Regions from separate parts of the Sus scrofa genome. Here region 2 is linked to region 1. The links are chromatin contacts, called in public HiChIP or PLAC-seq maps. All regions are on one chromosome and are shown on one strand. The core of a region is the stretch at or near the end of the contact, and the rest is flanking DNA. Distances in the headings are between cores, read along the strand shown.

What was found. HiChIP or PLAC-seq counts read pairs in DNA pulled down with a chosen protein or histone mark.
Region 2: a contact with region 1 is called in an H3K27ac HiChIP or PLAC-seq map of skeletal muscle. The contact joins two enhancer-like sites. A contact is called at or near these places in 2 of 47 Hi-C or Micro-C datasets (both in liver) and 1 of 2 datasets of contacts at active chromatin or transcription factors (skeletal muscle).

The regions. Positions count from the first base shown.
Region 1 is chr2:128,004,091-128,010,965 of Sscrofa11.1, reverse strand. No RefSeq gene overlaps it. Among named protein-coding and RNA genes, the nearest start is that of ZNF608, 150 kb to the left of the region's middle. Within about 2 kb of position 4,490, at least 27 of the 83 cell types and tissues checked have an H3K27ac peak or open chromatin away from gene starts, as enhancers often do. A contact at or near this core is called in skeletal muscle, where this site is marked.
Region 2 is chr2:128,265,950-128,272,978 of Sscrofa11.1, reverse strand. No RefSeq gene overlaps it. Among named protein-coding and RNA genes, the nearest start is that of ZNF608, 110 kb to the right of the region's middle. Within about 2 kb of position 2,763, at least 6 of the 83 cell types and tissues checked have an H3K27ac peak or open chromatin away from gene starts, as enhancers often do. A contact at or near this core is called in skeletal muscle, where this site is marked.

The DNA.
Region 1 (6,875 bases), core at 3,241-5,740:
GGGTGGGGAATCCAGTGTTGCCATGAGTTGCGGTGTAGGTGCAGAGGTGACTCAGATCCCTAGTTGCTGTAGTGTAGACCAATAGCTGCAGCTCCGATTTGACCCCTAGCCTGGGAACTTCCATGAGCTGCAGGTGTGACCCTAAAAATAAATAAATAAACAAATACATGAGAATATTATTCGGGGTAGAGTTGATTTACAATGTTGTGTCCCCAAATACTCTTCACTGTCATTGCTCATGCTCTGTCCTGCCCACCCCCCCCAACTCTCCCCAGCTTCACTGTTCTGCCCAAATTCTACGTGGATTTCACGATGTTTTGAGTCAAGCCCTCCCACTATCGGCCCCAGTTCCTGGGCAGACTTCTCTCTCAAATGCCTGTAATTTCTTTCAACTCTGGACTGTGGTCAAACTTGTTGTTGCTTTTCAAAATTTATTCCGGGAGTTCCCATCGTGGCGCAGTTGTTAACGATATCCGACTAGGAACCATGAGGTTGCAGGTTCGATCCCTGCCCTTGCTCAGTGGATTAATGATCCGGCGTTGCCGTGAGCTGTGGTGTAGGTTGCAGACGCGGCTCGGATCCCGCGTTGCTGTGGCTCTGGCATAGGCCGGTGGCTACGGCTCCTATTCAACCCCTAGCCTGGGAACTTCCATATGCCGCAGGAGCGGCCCAAGAAATAGCAAAAAGACAAAAAAAAAAAAAAAAAAAAAAAATTATTCCGGCCAATGATTTTCTTCACCTATACTTTTGCAACCCCCTGTTTATTGATGTGTAATTGACAAACAACACTTGCATCTATTTCACATGCACCATGTGAGGATTCAATATTCATATACGTGGTGCAATGATTACCATGTTGAAGCTAACTGATACATCCATCACCTGACATAGTACCTGGACTGTGGTAAAAGTTTTACTTCTCTCAGAAAGCAGTTATCATATTCTTTCTCCTCTTAGTACTGGCGAACTTGGCCCATCTCATTAAGTTGTAATATTTCTCAGGAGAGGAAAACTTCTTATTCATTTGTTAATTATTCATAATACTTAGCAGTGTGTCGTATATACAGTAGACAGCTAGTATTACATAGAGCATTAATGAATATTTGTTTAGTTAAAGTATATACGTTGAGCTCAAGAGACCCTCACAAGTGTCACCCACTATTTAGGAGCTGCCATCAGAATACCAGACATCAATCTCAAGAGGAAGTAGTACCATCTGTGTTCTTATGGTAACTGATGTGAATAATTCTGACCCTCAAGTGTTTTGAGACCCCTAAGGTCCTCCTGAATCATCAAAGATAAATAGACCCTTTCAGGTTGAAAGTAACCAATATATATTCAGGTGACTGCAAGTAGGGTATTTATTGTAAGGATCCATAAGGAAATAAAGAATGATTAGAAATATTCTCATTTTGGAGTTCCCGTCGTGGCTCAGTGGTTAACGAATCTGACTAGGAACCATGAGGTTCAGGTTCGATCCCTGGCATTGCTCAGTGGGTTAGGATCTGGCATTGCCGTGAGCTGTGATGTAGGTTGCAGACGTGGCTGGGATCCCACGTTGCTGTGGCTCTGGTGTAGGCCGGCAGCTACAACTCCAATTCGACCCCTAGCCTGGGAACCTCCATATGCCGAGGGTGCGGCCTTGAAAAGACGAAAAAAGAAATACTCTCATTTTGAGTTCCCTTTGTGGCTCAGCGGAAAAAATCTGACTGGCTCTGTGAGGACTGAGCTTCCATCCCTGAATTCGATCAGTGGGTTAAGGAACCAGTGTTGCCTTGAGCTGTGGTGTAGTTTACAGATGTGGCTTGGATCTGGTGTTGCTGTGGCAGTGGTGTAGGCCGGCAGCTACAGCTCTGATTCGACCCCTAGCCTGGGAAGCTCCATATGCCGCAGGTATGGCACTAAAAGTTAAAAAAAAAAAAAAAAAATCTCATTTTGGAGTTCCCACTGTGGTTCAGTGTGTTAATGATCCGGCTTGTCTCTTTGGCTTTGCCGTTTTGATCCCAGCCTAGCGCAGTGGGTTAAGGGTCCAGTGTTGCTGCAGCTGTGGCGTAAGTCGTAGATGCAGCTCCAGTTCGATGTGTGGCCCAGGAACATTCATATGCTGTGGGTGCATTCAAAATAGGGAAAAATAAAAACCCCAGCAGAAGTCATCTCATTTTCCACACAGCCAGGGGTCCTGGAGAACGAGAATTTTCAGCTCTGTGACCTAGTTTTTTTTTGTCTCCTCGGAACAGCCCTCTGTTGCTTCCAGCTCCTGAATTTTTCCATTAAGGTCAAATAATGATCAGTCAGCTTCTGCTGGTCTTTGCTGTTACTGCTCTCATCTGGAATGACTTTCTCATTCAAGTGGAGGACTTGAATGGCCAGCCAATCCCAACCGACTAGTGTCCTCCAGCGTTTTATGGGTTGGACCACGGTCTACAGGGAGTAGACCACATGCCACAGCCTAGAGACTAGGGTCCTGCCTGTGTCCTGGGAATGTGGGCCAGCCCGCTGTGTTGGGGTGACTGAGACAACTGTGTAAATTCTGACTGCTTTTCCCATGAGGACTTATGCAGGTGATTGACACTCAGAGCCTTATCTCTCATAAACTGGTTTGGTATTTCAATGTTAAATTATTTTCTCCTTTTGTAAAGCTGATAATCCGTATGTTACTATGTAAACTCTATTCACTTGAATTTTGTGTACGAACATTTTCTAATTATGGTAGGTGTTAGTGGACTCTTAATAATTGCTGGTTGGAGTTCCCACTGCGGCTCAGCAGGTTAAGAACCCCACATTGTCTCCGTGAGGATGTGGGTTACATCCTTGGCCTCAATGGGTTAAGGATCCAGCATTGTTGCAAGCTGCAGTGTAAGCCACAGATGCAGCTTGGATCCCGAGTTCCTGTCGCGTAGGCTGGCAGCTGTAGCTCAGATTTGACCCCTAGCCCGGGGAACTTCCACATGCTGTAGGTACAGCTGTAAAAAAAAAAGAAAAAGATAATTTATGAAGCACTTACCACTGCAAGTATATCTCCTTTATTGTCCACAAGCTTACTCTGTAAGCTGTTTTTATCCCCATTTTATGGATAAAGAAACTAAGGCTTAGAAAGGCCTATTGGCTTGTTTAGTCGCATGATTGAGTTGTTGAACCAGAATGTGAATCCCAGTTGGTCAGATCTCAACGGCTGTACTTGCACCATGCTCAAGAATGGAGAGTGTTTGGATTTTTTAACCATCATGTTTCTCTTTAACAATAAGGAGAAAACATATCAGGGTTTTATGGAAGTCTTAACGTCTTCACATTTCAGGGTGCATTTGGATATTTTGCAAGTGAAATCGAGAGCAGTGAGGCTGAAGCAACGCAAACTGAACTTCAGCACTGTCAATATTCCTGCTCGTCCCACCGTGAAAGTCTTTTCCCCCAGCCTTCCGTGTCTATTCTTGGATATTAGGAAATGACCCAGAACACCTCATCAATGAAAAAGAATGTGCGCCGTGCTGTGACAGAGCTTTATACTAAAGGGCTTTCAAGAGGGAGTTAACTCAGTGGTGAAGCAACCTTGCCCTGATTTAAATAGCTTTCCCGGAGTTTCCGTCGTGGCGCAGTGGTAACGATCGACTAGACATGAGGTTGCGGTTCGGTCCTGCCTTGTCAGTGGTACGATCCGGCGTGCGTGAGCTGTGGTGGTGCAGACACGGCTCGGATCTGCGTTGTGGCTCTGGGTAGGCTGTGCTACAGCTCTGATTCAACTCTAGCTGGAATTCATATGCCAGAGGCCAAGAAATACAAAACAACAAAAAAAAAAAAAAAAGAAAAAAAAAAAAAAAAAAAAAAAAAAAAAAAAAAAAAAAAAATAAATAGCTTTCCCCAGCACAGCTTGGGCTCAGGCATGACTGTTGGTTGCCTTTATAAATAATACAAAACAATTGATGCAACAAACTTAAATTTGCTAAACTTGAAACTTTTTGCAAAAGAAGAAAAAAATGGACCCACTTTCTTTTCCTTTTTTTTTTTTTTTCTTCTTCTTTAGAAGCTGAACTGGGTTCCCCATTGCATTTCTAATTCACTGATAATTTTAAAATGCACGCTAGTTTCTGCTGCGATGCTATATATTCCTTTTATCTGGAATTTCGGGTTTCTCTCTCCCGTTTCCTGGGATTTGCAAAACAGCAAAATCAGCCCGTTTACATTTAAGATGTTTTGATTCTTTTCTCAGACTCTTGCCAGTGTACTTAACGCAGAATGATTAAAAGCTGTGTGTTCTGTTAGAACTGTTATAGTGTTTAAACAAGGAAGTCTGTGTTTGTTTAAGAGAATGGGGAAATGGTTATCTTGACAGATTAGACTGCACAAACAGGACAGCCACAGTCTAGCACAGATGTCCACATTTGCCACTTGGCTGGCTTTTTGAGGTATTCTAAACAAAACTTGCTTGTGTGCTGGTGCCTGAGCGCTGCCTGAGCTCTGCCTGACACCTGACTGAGGAATGTGATTAAGAACCGCTGCCAGGGCCTGGGTGTCTCTGTGGGCACATGTTCCCAGGTTTGAAATTTCTCAGGGTCTGTTTAACTGTGTCATAATTAAACTAATGGAACACAAGAGGAATTTCTCTCACTGGCTGGAAGGCCCCATTCCAGTGTGATTTGGTCTCCCATCACCCGCGATGCCAGTGGCTGCACTGCAGAAGGTGAAATGCAGCTGAGCAGAACTGTGGGGTGACCGCATTAATCAGTCTCTTCCAAATGTGATCTTAAACTGGATGAAGCATCAGGGGCAGCTGTGGTTAAGTGGCCATAGCACTGAGTGGAAAGTGGGAAAACCTGATTCAAGCCCTAATTCTCTACTTACTAGCTGTTTGATGTTGGTCGAGTCCTCATTTAACCCTCCTAGGGTCGTGCAGCTGTGGTTGATGACGCTGAGGGATGCCATATCTACTGGGCCTGTCCTCTGCCAGGCACTGCTGCGGGCATGACACCCTGTTCCTCATCTTCTGCTCAGAAAAACCCGGTAAGGTGGCGCCAATAAGTTGTACTGTTTCCTATGGGATTTCAGGGAAGCTCGGAGCTTTGCTGGAAATCATTTAGGTAGCATGGAACACACTAGCTAGGATGTTGGAACGCAGGTTCTTTGGGTTTGGGCTTTCTGGGGCAACGTGATCTTTAAGGTAACTTCCGGCCGTGAAATCAACAATTTTGTGCAATCTGAACACATGGATGTGGCTTTAACTATGTCTATATCTACACATACACTGTAGAGACCAATACTTAGCCTTGAATGGTTATAACCACGAGTGTTCATAGATACCTTTGTCTATTGCCTGGTTGCATAGCTTGCCATAAATATTAGTGTACAATTCTTTGATCATAAATTTTATGAATATCTAGGGCTCTCTTATTAAGGAGTATTTGCTAAATCAGATCTTTTGGAGCTTGAAACTCTGGCATGTGTGATTCTAATTTTTTTTTTTTTTTTTTACTGAAGAGGAACTTCAAAATAGATTACAAAACTTAGGACTTTGGGGCATACATGTTATGTCATAAACAACTGCTAATTTAACTCTCTCTGTCATATTTATTTCTATTAATTAGTGCTTTATAATATGGGTGATACTTGAGCGCAATTGATCGAAATTTAGAATTTATTGCAATGCAGCTTTATTAGTAGCAAAGGAGGTTTCCATTGCCTTATTTTAAATAAATAAGATATTTATTCCTAACATATTCACATGTGCTATGTGAGTGTATTTTCCAAAAGCCATGAGTCCACCGTTTTTATTGAAAATATACAATGCAAAATGTCCAGCAGCTGGTGACAGTCCACTTGTGCTTTGGCTAGTTTGCCAATGTCAGTGGGGTTACCTGTCAGGACTCTGGGAAACCAGACAGGATTCTGACCGGTGGATTCTACAGGCCTTATTCGTAGAGACCACCTAGCATCTTCCACTATCGTAAAGAGGTCGGTTTGAAGAATTAAGTCTGTACCAATTTTGATACATCTGTACGTAGTTACTAGATAATCAAAAACATATTAAATAATCAACTTCTCGTGTGATTGTTTAAATGATTTATGGTACTGTGTCTTAGCTCCTCTAATGTGGACCTGACAACAATCAGCCTGGATGGCTTCGTTCCTAGCCGTCTTGCCATAATCCTCTTCATTTACTTCTTGACCTAACCCTGTTCCCTTGGGGACGTCATTACTAACATCTGGAACCATCTTTCACTCTCCATCTATTTTTTTTCTCTAACAATTCTTTTTAGAGGGAATCTCCTGGAATTCTGCCCTCAACCATCAGTCTCTCCTGGATCCTTATCAAATTAGAACAGGACTTACTCAATGCACTATTTTGTTTATCACAAAAACAAGAGACTGCTTCTCCCAAATAGGAATCTATTTTTTTTTTTTTTATCTTATCCCTTAGCATGTAAGAATGGAAAGATTGGGATCACTTGCTTAGCCCCAAGCTGATCGAGTGCTTGGCAATTAATATTAACTGATAACAATAGAATTTCAATATAACTATTTCTTCGGTACATTCCTAACAGTGTGTCATATAATTTTCCTGGAATCCCTAAGATCAGGAGTTTAGTTTCTGCTAACATTTAAGAGCAAATTGTGGGAGTTCCCATCGTGACTCAATGGTTAACGAATCCGACTAGGAACCATGAGGTTGCAGGTTCGATCCCTGGCCTTGCTCAGTGGGTTAAGGATCTGGCATTGCCATGAGCTGTGATGTAGGTTGCAGACCCGGCTCGGATCCCGAGTTGCTGTGGCTCTGGTGTAGGCCGGTGGCTACAGCTCCAATTAGACCCCTAGCCTGGGAACCTCCATATGCTGCAGGAGCGGCCCCAGAAGTGGCAAAAAGACAAAAAAAAAAGAAAAAAAAA
Region 2 (7,029 bases), core at 1,514-4,013, 260 kb before region 1:
TTCATTCCTCTTTTTTTCTTCCGGAAAAATAAAAATGCTAATGACTTCCATTTGTTAATTCCTTCTTACACTGTGCCCGGCTCGGCATCACGTGGATCCCATCCGTTTACCTCGTTCAACCCTCAGTGCAATCAATGAGGAAGCTTTATAATTCCCATCTGACAGATCCGAGGCTATGGCTAAGGGAGATTTTAAAAGGACATTTGGAAATACTGCTTGAGATACCTTACAAGTTAACCTTGGAATAAACCAGACTCAGAGAGCATTGTCGCCAGTTGACTGATCTCTTTTTATCCGCTGTGCTTTGGCATGAGGCAATCAGCCACACTGAAGGACCTCATAAGAAACAGCCCTGTAGCTCATTTGCTGCTTTCCTGTGAGAAGGTTGTCAAGGACATTATTTACTTCATTATAAAGCATCTTCTTTGTGAGAGCCTGCTGGGGAAACATCTCTTAGCTCTCAGTGCCAGGAGTTGAGTTTGTCCTCACCAGTGGGTTTCATCTACAGACAACATCAGTCACGTGCCCGGGCGTGTCCTCTTTCGGCTCTCCTTTTTTCATCTTCCAACATCTCCGTAATAATATTTACTCTTTTGGATGCTCTCAACAATGACTGTAACTAAGACAGTTTGAGGAAACCGAGAACAAAGTTTGTGTCAGCTTCGTGGGGCTTATTTCCTACAGGAAAATGCCACTGTTCCCACTGAAATGGCAAACAAGGCAGGAAGTCGGAGTAAGGGAGAGGGGAGAAGCAGGTGCCTTAGGACCCACGTGTGTTGAAAGGGCCAAAGAGAATCTATGCACAACTCCCGTATGTGAGGAGACTTTCGTCAGCTTGCACTGCTGTGCTTTTAGCGCGTACACGCTCACCCCATTCTTCCCTCACCCCTCGTCCCCTTTAGTAGTTCTTTGCACCCCCGTCACCTTCCCTTACAGAAACAGTGGGGAGAGAGTTCCTAGATTGTTTCATCAACAAGTAGTAAGCTTTGAGTTTGGGATATGTCAGTAGAGGGTGGGACACTGATTTTGTGAAGGGCTGTGCACCACAGAGGGAGAAAAAAATAGCATCTAAATATGTTTAGTCAACATGTTTTCTAAACTATTTAAGAAATCTTATCTAGCCTCCTCTTAAAATATGTGAGAACAACTTCTAGCAGCTTGTTGTTCAACTACGCTTATCTTAGAGCAAAGCCAACAAAGGAAAAGAGACCCCCCCCCCTCAAATTGGCTGATAAGCTGTAAAGGAAAAAATAGCAGCTTCACAGTGGAAAACTCTGGCAGGCACCACCCAACTTAGCATCACCAATCGTGGGATTAACAGCATCATGTAAAAAGGACACAAGGACCCAAGACCACCTGTCACTTACCTTGTACCCCTTAAAAAAAAAAGTGTGTGTGTGTGTACACAGGTATATCAGGATACATATAGATATATAGCTATATATATCCCAAATCTAATTATAATGAAACATCAGATTACCCCACACTGAGGAATGTTTAACAAAATAAATGACCTATACTCTTCAGGCAGCAGCATGAAGACAAGGAAAGGTTAAGGACGCATTCCAGATTAAAGGAGAATATAAGAGTCATAAAAACTAAGTGAAATGCAAAATCCTGAATTGGATTCTGAACCGGGGCAAAATTACTCTCAAGGACATCCTTGGGATCACTGGCAAAATTTCAAGAAAGATGTGTTGATTAGATAATGGTATTGTACCAATGTTCAGCTTCCTCATTTTGATCATTGTCCCATTGTTCTGTGAGTGAATCTCCCTCTTCCTAGGAAATACACAGTGAGCTATTTAGGGATAGAGAGACACTGTGTCTGCAACTCACTCTCAAAGGGTTCAGAAAAAGCATATGATCATTATATACGTATATGTGTATTACGTGTGGTTTTAACCCATGTTCATCCTGCAGTCAAGTGTGCATAACTTAATATCAACCTCTCTCTAGATATCTAGATATACATATCAAGATATACATATATAGATATCTAGAGAGAGAGAGATCTCTCTAGAGAGATAGGTATCTATGAGGTTAAAATGTTAAAAACTCCTAAATCTGGATGAACAGTATATGGGTATACTTTATATTATTATTTGTTCTTTGTACTATTATTGCACATTTTCTGTGTGTTCAAAATTATCACATGATTTAATTTTTGTTTTAGGAAAATAGCCAGAGGATTCTCCTAACCAGTAATGAAGGAAGTCTTGTTTGTGATACAGCAAAAACATAGCTGCCAAATAAGGTTATTCACATAATAAGCATGGTCATTTTTAAAGCATGATACCTAGTGAAAGCGACTTTTTTTCATGCAGAGACATAGCTAAATCCTTTTAAAATTTTTCTGAAGCACAAGAGTTTATTATTTACACTGCAGAGTTCTCATATGATAGCCATGTTACGCCTGCCATCTTAAAAAAAAAAATGCTTAGACCTCAAAAAGCCCCTCCACTATCCTTTAAACAACATCAGAACATACCAGAGCATAGGAGTTACCAGTTGGAGTCGTATATCTGTTTTCTCTGACAGGAGCAGTGCCATAGTAATCCAATAGGCCCAAGTGAGTGTGTGGCAAACATTAGCTCTGATTTTTATTGTGGAGCTTGATAGAAAAAAACATTTGTTCCTTTTCATTCCTGAATGTTTTCACGGTGACATTTCTCAAGCCTTGGGTTTAGGGGCAGCGTGTGTGTGTGTGTGTGTGTGTGTGTTTACTGCTTCTTAGGGGCAGCGTGTGTGTGTGTGTGTGTGTGTGTGTGTGTGTGTGTGTGTGTGTTTACTGCTTTCTTATCCCTCAAAGAGATCATCCAGTGACCTTGAAATCTGCACTGGCATTTTGCTGGCAGGAAGGGAAGCTCTCTCTTCTCATTTGCAAAATGAATAACAATTTGATCATCCTTAAACTTCTAAAAGGTTAATTATGCTCTCTCCATGAGTACTGAATAAAAACCTGTTTTATCTCTGCCCAGATGAAACCCACAGGGCTCACCCTCCCTCTAACTCTGCCAGGAGACCAAGTCCTTCCGGCTGTCAATTAACCACTATCAACTCCTAGATCTGTGTGAGCTGCAGTAGATTTTCTCATCCAAAAACTACGACAGCCCTCATTTGCTAGAGCTGTGTGGTGACTTTAAAAATGGCTCAGCAGGAAAGTGTTATCTGGCTGCAGGCTGCGTGTTGGAAAGAAAAGGGAAGCAAGAGGAGTGAGCCAGGGAGAAAGAAAGAGAAAGATAAAAAGGTGTTGGATCCCTGAAACTTCATTTCACACAAGAGCAAAACAGCAAAACAGAAATGCATCCGCAAAGATGACAAAAATAGCCACCACTAAAATTAAAAGCAAATTTAAAAGTGAGGAAACTCTTTTGCTCTCAAAAGCATTCGATTTTTGCTATTCTGACCATTGTCAAGAAGAGCACGTGTCCCTGTCCTCAACTCTCAAAGCACCTATGGGTCAGCACTTACGAGAAGCGTGCAGAAAAGGTTCAGCATCCCTCTTCCCCTATTTAAAATGTCTGGGCTTCTCCTATTTCTTGGCCATGAGCAGCCCTTTTAGTTATAAGCCAGAAATTGTATCTTATAAAGGAAGTCTAAGAGAGTTACATTTCATTTTTATTGCAAGAAACTCTCATTTTTCAAAGGGAAGTAATGGCACAAAGTGTGGGGTGGGGAGAGGCAGAAATCCCTGCCTTTTGCCTGATACTCATGGCTCCTTGTTTTAATAACTTAGGATGTATTACTTGAACAGTTGCACCTGAGCCAGCCAAACGTTATTACATGGGAAAACAAAAGAAATAGAAGAAAAGATGGAGCAAGCCCTGTATTTTTTCCTAAAGGAAACACGTTACTCTATACAACGGTTCAGATGATTTAACAGTAATGTCATTATCAAGATGCCACGTAGGGCCTGATCTTGTAACCAGACCGAAGTGAGTTACTGTGCGGGTACAAAAATGCCTCAGTGTAGCTTTCCCCGTGTCTAGTACACAGCAGAGTAAATACCAGTGGGAATGGAGCACCACGTCTCTGATTTCTGAAGCAACACCTCTGTGAGAAGACCTAGTGCAGACTGTAACTTTCCAGCGATTCCATGAAAACTGAAATTATTGTCACCAAGAAGCACTCAGGCAAAATATGTAGTTTGTGCTGTGTTCTTCTTCCTGGGTTTGTGTGGGGGGGGGGGCGGGGAGGGTTAAAATACACACAACATAAATTTACCAGGTTAGCCATTTGTACAATTCAGTGGCGTTAAGTACAGCTACCGTGTTGTGTAACCATTTACCACCACCCATCTCCAGAGTTTGTTCATTATCCTAAACAGAAACTCTCTCCATTAAACAATTCCTCATTCCCTCCCCCGACCCCATGGGCTGAATGCCAGTGTCTCCTCAACATTCATGTGTTGAAATCTTAATGCCCCAGGTACGGCCTTTAGGAGATGCTTAAGGGCCCTCTTGAATGGGATTAGTGCCCTTATAAGAGACCTGGCCAGGAGTTCCCGTCGTGGCGCAGTGGTTAAGGAATCCGACTAGGAACCATGAGGTTGTGGGTTCGATCCCTGGCCTCGCTCAGTGGGTTAAGGATCCGGCGTTGCCGTGAGCTGTGGTGTAGGTTGCAGACGCGGCTCAGATCCCGCGTTGCTGTGGATCTGGGGTAGGCCGGTGGCTACGGTTCCAATTCGACCCCTAGCCTGGGAAGCTCCATATGCCACGGGAGCAGCCCAGGGAGCGGCCCAAGAAGTGGCAAAAAGACAAAAAATAAAAAAAGAGACCTGGCTGAGCTCCCCAGCTCATCCTGCCCTGGGAGCCAACAACCAGAAGTCTGTGGTCAGAAGAAAAGAAGCTCTTACTTGACCAGGTGGGCACCCTGATTGCTTGGACTTCCAGCTTCCAGAACTGTGAGAAATAAATTTCTGTTGTTTCTGAGCCACCCAATCTGTGCTAATTTTGTTACAGCAGTCTGAACAGATTAAGATACCCTATCCCCTGGTGACCCCTGTTCCGCTTTCTATTAATTTACCTTCCTAGGTACCGTATATAAGTAGAATCATCTGATATTTGTTTTTTGTGTGTCTGGCTTATTTCACTGAGCATGCTATTTTCAAAGTTGATCCATATTTTAGCACATGTTAAAATTTTCTTTTTAAAGGAGTTCCCGTTGTGGCGCAGTGGTTAACGAATCCGACTAGGAACCATGAGGTTGCGGGTTTGATCCCTGGCCTCGCTCAGTGGGTTAAGGATCCGGCGTTGCCGTGAGCTGTGGTGTAGGTCGCAGACTCGGCTCGGATCCCGTGTTTCTGTGGCTCTGGCGTAGGCCGGCAGCTACAGCTCCGATTCGACCCCTAGCCTGGGAACCTTCATATGCCGCAGGAGCGGCCCAAGAAATGGCAAAAAAAAAAAAAAAAAATTCTTTTTTAAGTCTGAACAATGCTGCATTGTGATATATATATATATATATATATATATATATATCAATCACATTTTGTTTATCCAGTCATCTGTCCATGGACATTCAGGTGGTTTCCACCTTTTAGCTGTCATGAATAATGCTGCTATGAACATTGATGTATAAGTATCTGAGCCCGTACGTTCCTTTTTTTTTTTGCTTTTTAGGGCCGCTCACACAGCATATGGAGGTTCCCAGGCTAGGGGTCAAATTGGAGCTGCAGCCACCAGCCACAGCCACAGCCACAGGATCCAAGCCACGTCTGCTACCTACTCTACAGCTCACAGCAACACTGGATCCTAAACCTACTGAGCGAAGCCAGGGATCAAACCCATATCGTCATGGATCCTAGTCAGGTTCATTAACTGCTGAGCCATGAAGGGAACTCCCTGAGCCCATACTTTCAATTCTTTGGAGTATATACCTAGAAGCAGAGTTGCCAAGTATACGGTTTTTATAAGCAATAGTTGTGTTAGCTAGGCCATTATATGTGAGATAAGAAATGGAATAGAAATTTTACTTAGCAGATATTGAACATTAGTTGGTTGGAGTCTATTCCAAGATCTGTTAAATTATTGTCTTTCAATTATTGGAATGTTTGCCAGAAGATTTTTTTTTTTTTTTGTCTTTTGTTGTTTTTGTTGTTGCTATCTCTTGGGCCGCTTCCACGGCATATGGAGGTTCCCAGGCTAGGGGTTGAATCGGAGCTGTAGCCACCGGCCTACGCCAGAGCCACAGCAACGCGGGATCCGAGCCGAGTCTGCAACCTACACCACAGCTCACGGCAACGCCGGATCCTTAACCCACTGAGCGAGGCCAGGGATCGAACCCACAACCTCATGTTTCCTAGTCGGATTCGTTAACCACTGCGCCACGACGGGAACTCCCTGCCAGAAGATTTTTACCCTTCAGAAACTGGCAGAAGAAATGGAATCAATCTCTCCTCCTTAGAATTGTCTTCTGGCAAATACAGAGTTTAGGTCCAAACTAAAGCACTAACACAGGTAATGAATATCAAAGTTGTGAACCAAGCAAGAACTTTAAATTTCTTAAGAATATTTATCATTTGGGAGAGACAGATGACAAGAGTTCCATCTCTGGCTTCCTGTGTATAGTTCTTCTACCCTACTACTTTTCTACTAGAGTTCTGGAAATGTTTTCCACTGCCAACTACAGTGTCCTTTGGCAAACTGCCTCTCTCTTCCTGCTCACTTCCCTCCAACCCACTGCACCCTCATGCACCAGATAATCCCACTGCTCTGTTCCCCGCTAATGCTAATTTTTCTAGGGGCAGGCCCAGGGTCTAAAGAGCATCAGTCTAGCCCTGCCTTTGAGTCTAGCCCTGCCTTTGACCCGGCTACTGTGCATTAGGAAACAGAGTCTAAATCATGTATCTACTGAATCAGAGGGCAAAGATTGTACTAAGAATGCTGAGAGTCACATTTGGAGAGAATGGTTTTTTTCCTTGTTGTTTGTTTTCTCCTTTTTGGCTGCCCTGCCCCTTATGGGGTGCCAGGGCCAGGGATCAGATCCAAGCCACAGTTGCAACCCGCAGCGCAGCTGTGACAATGCTGG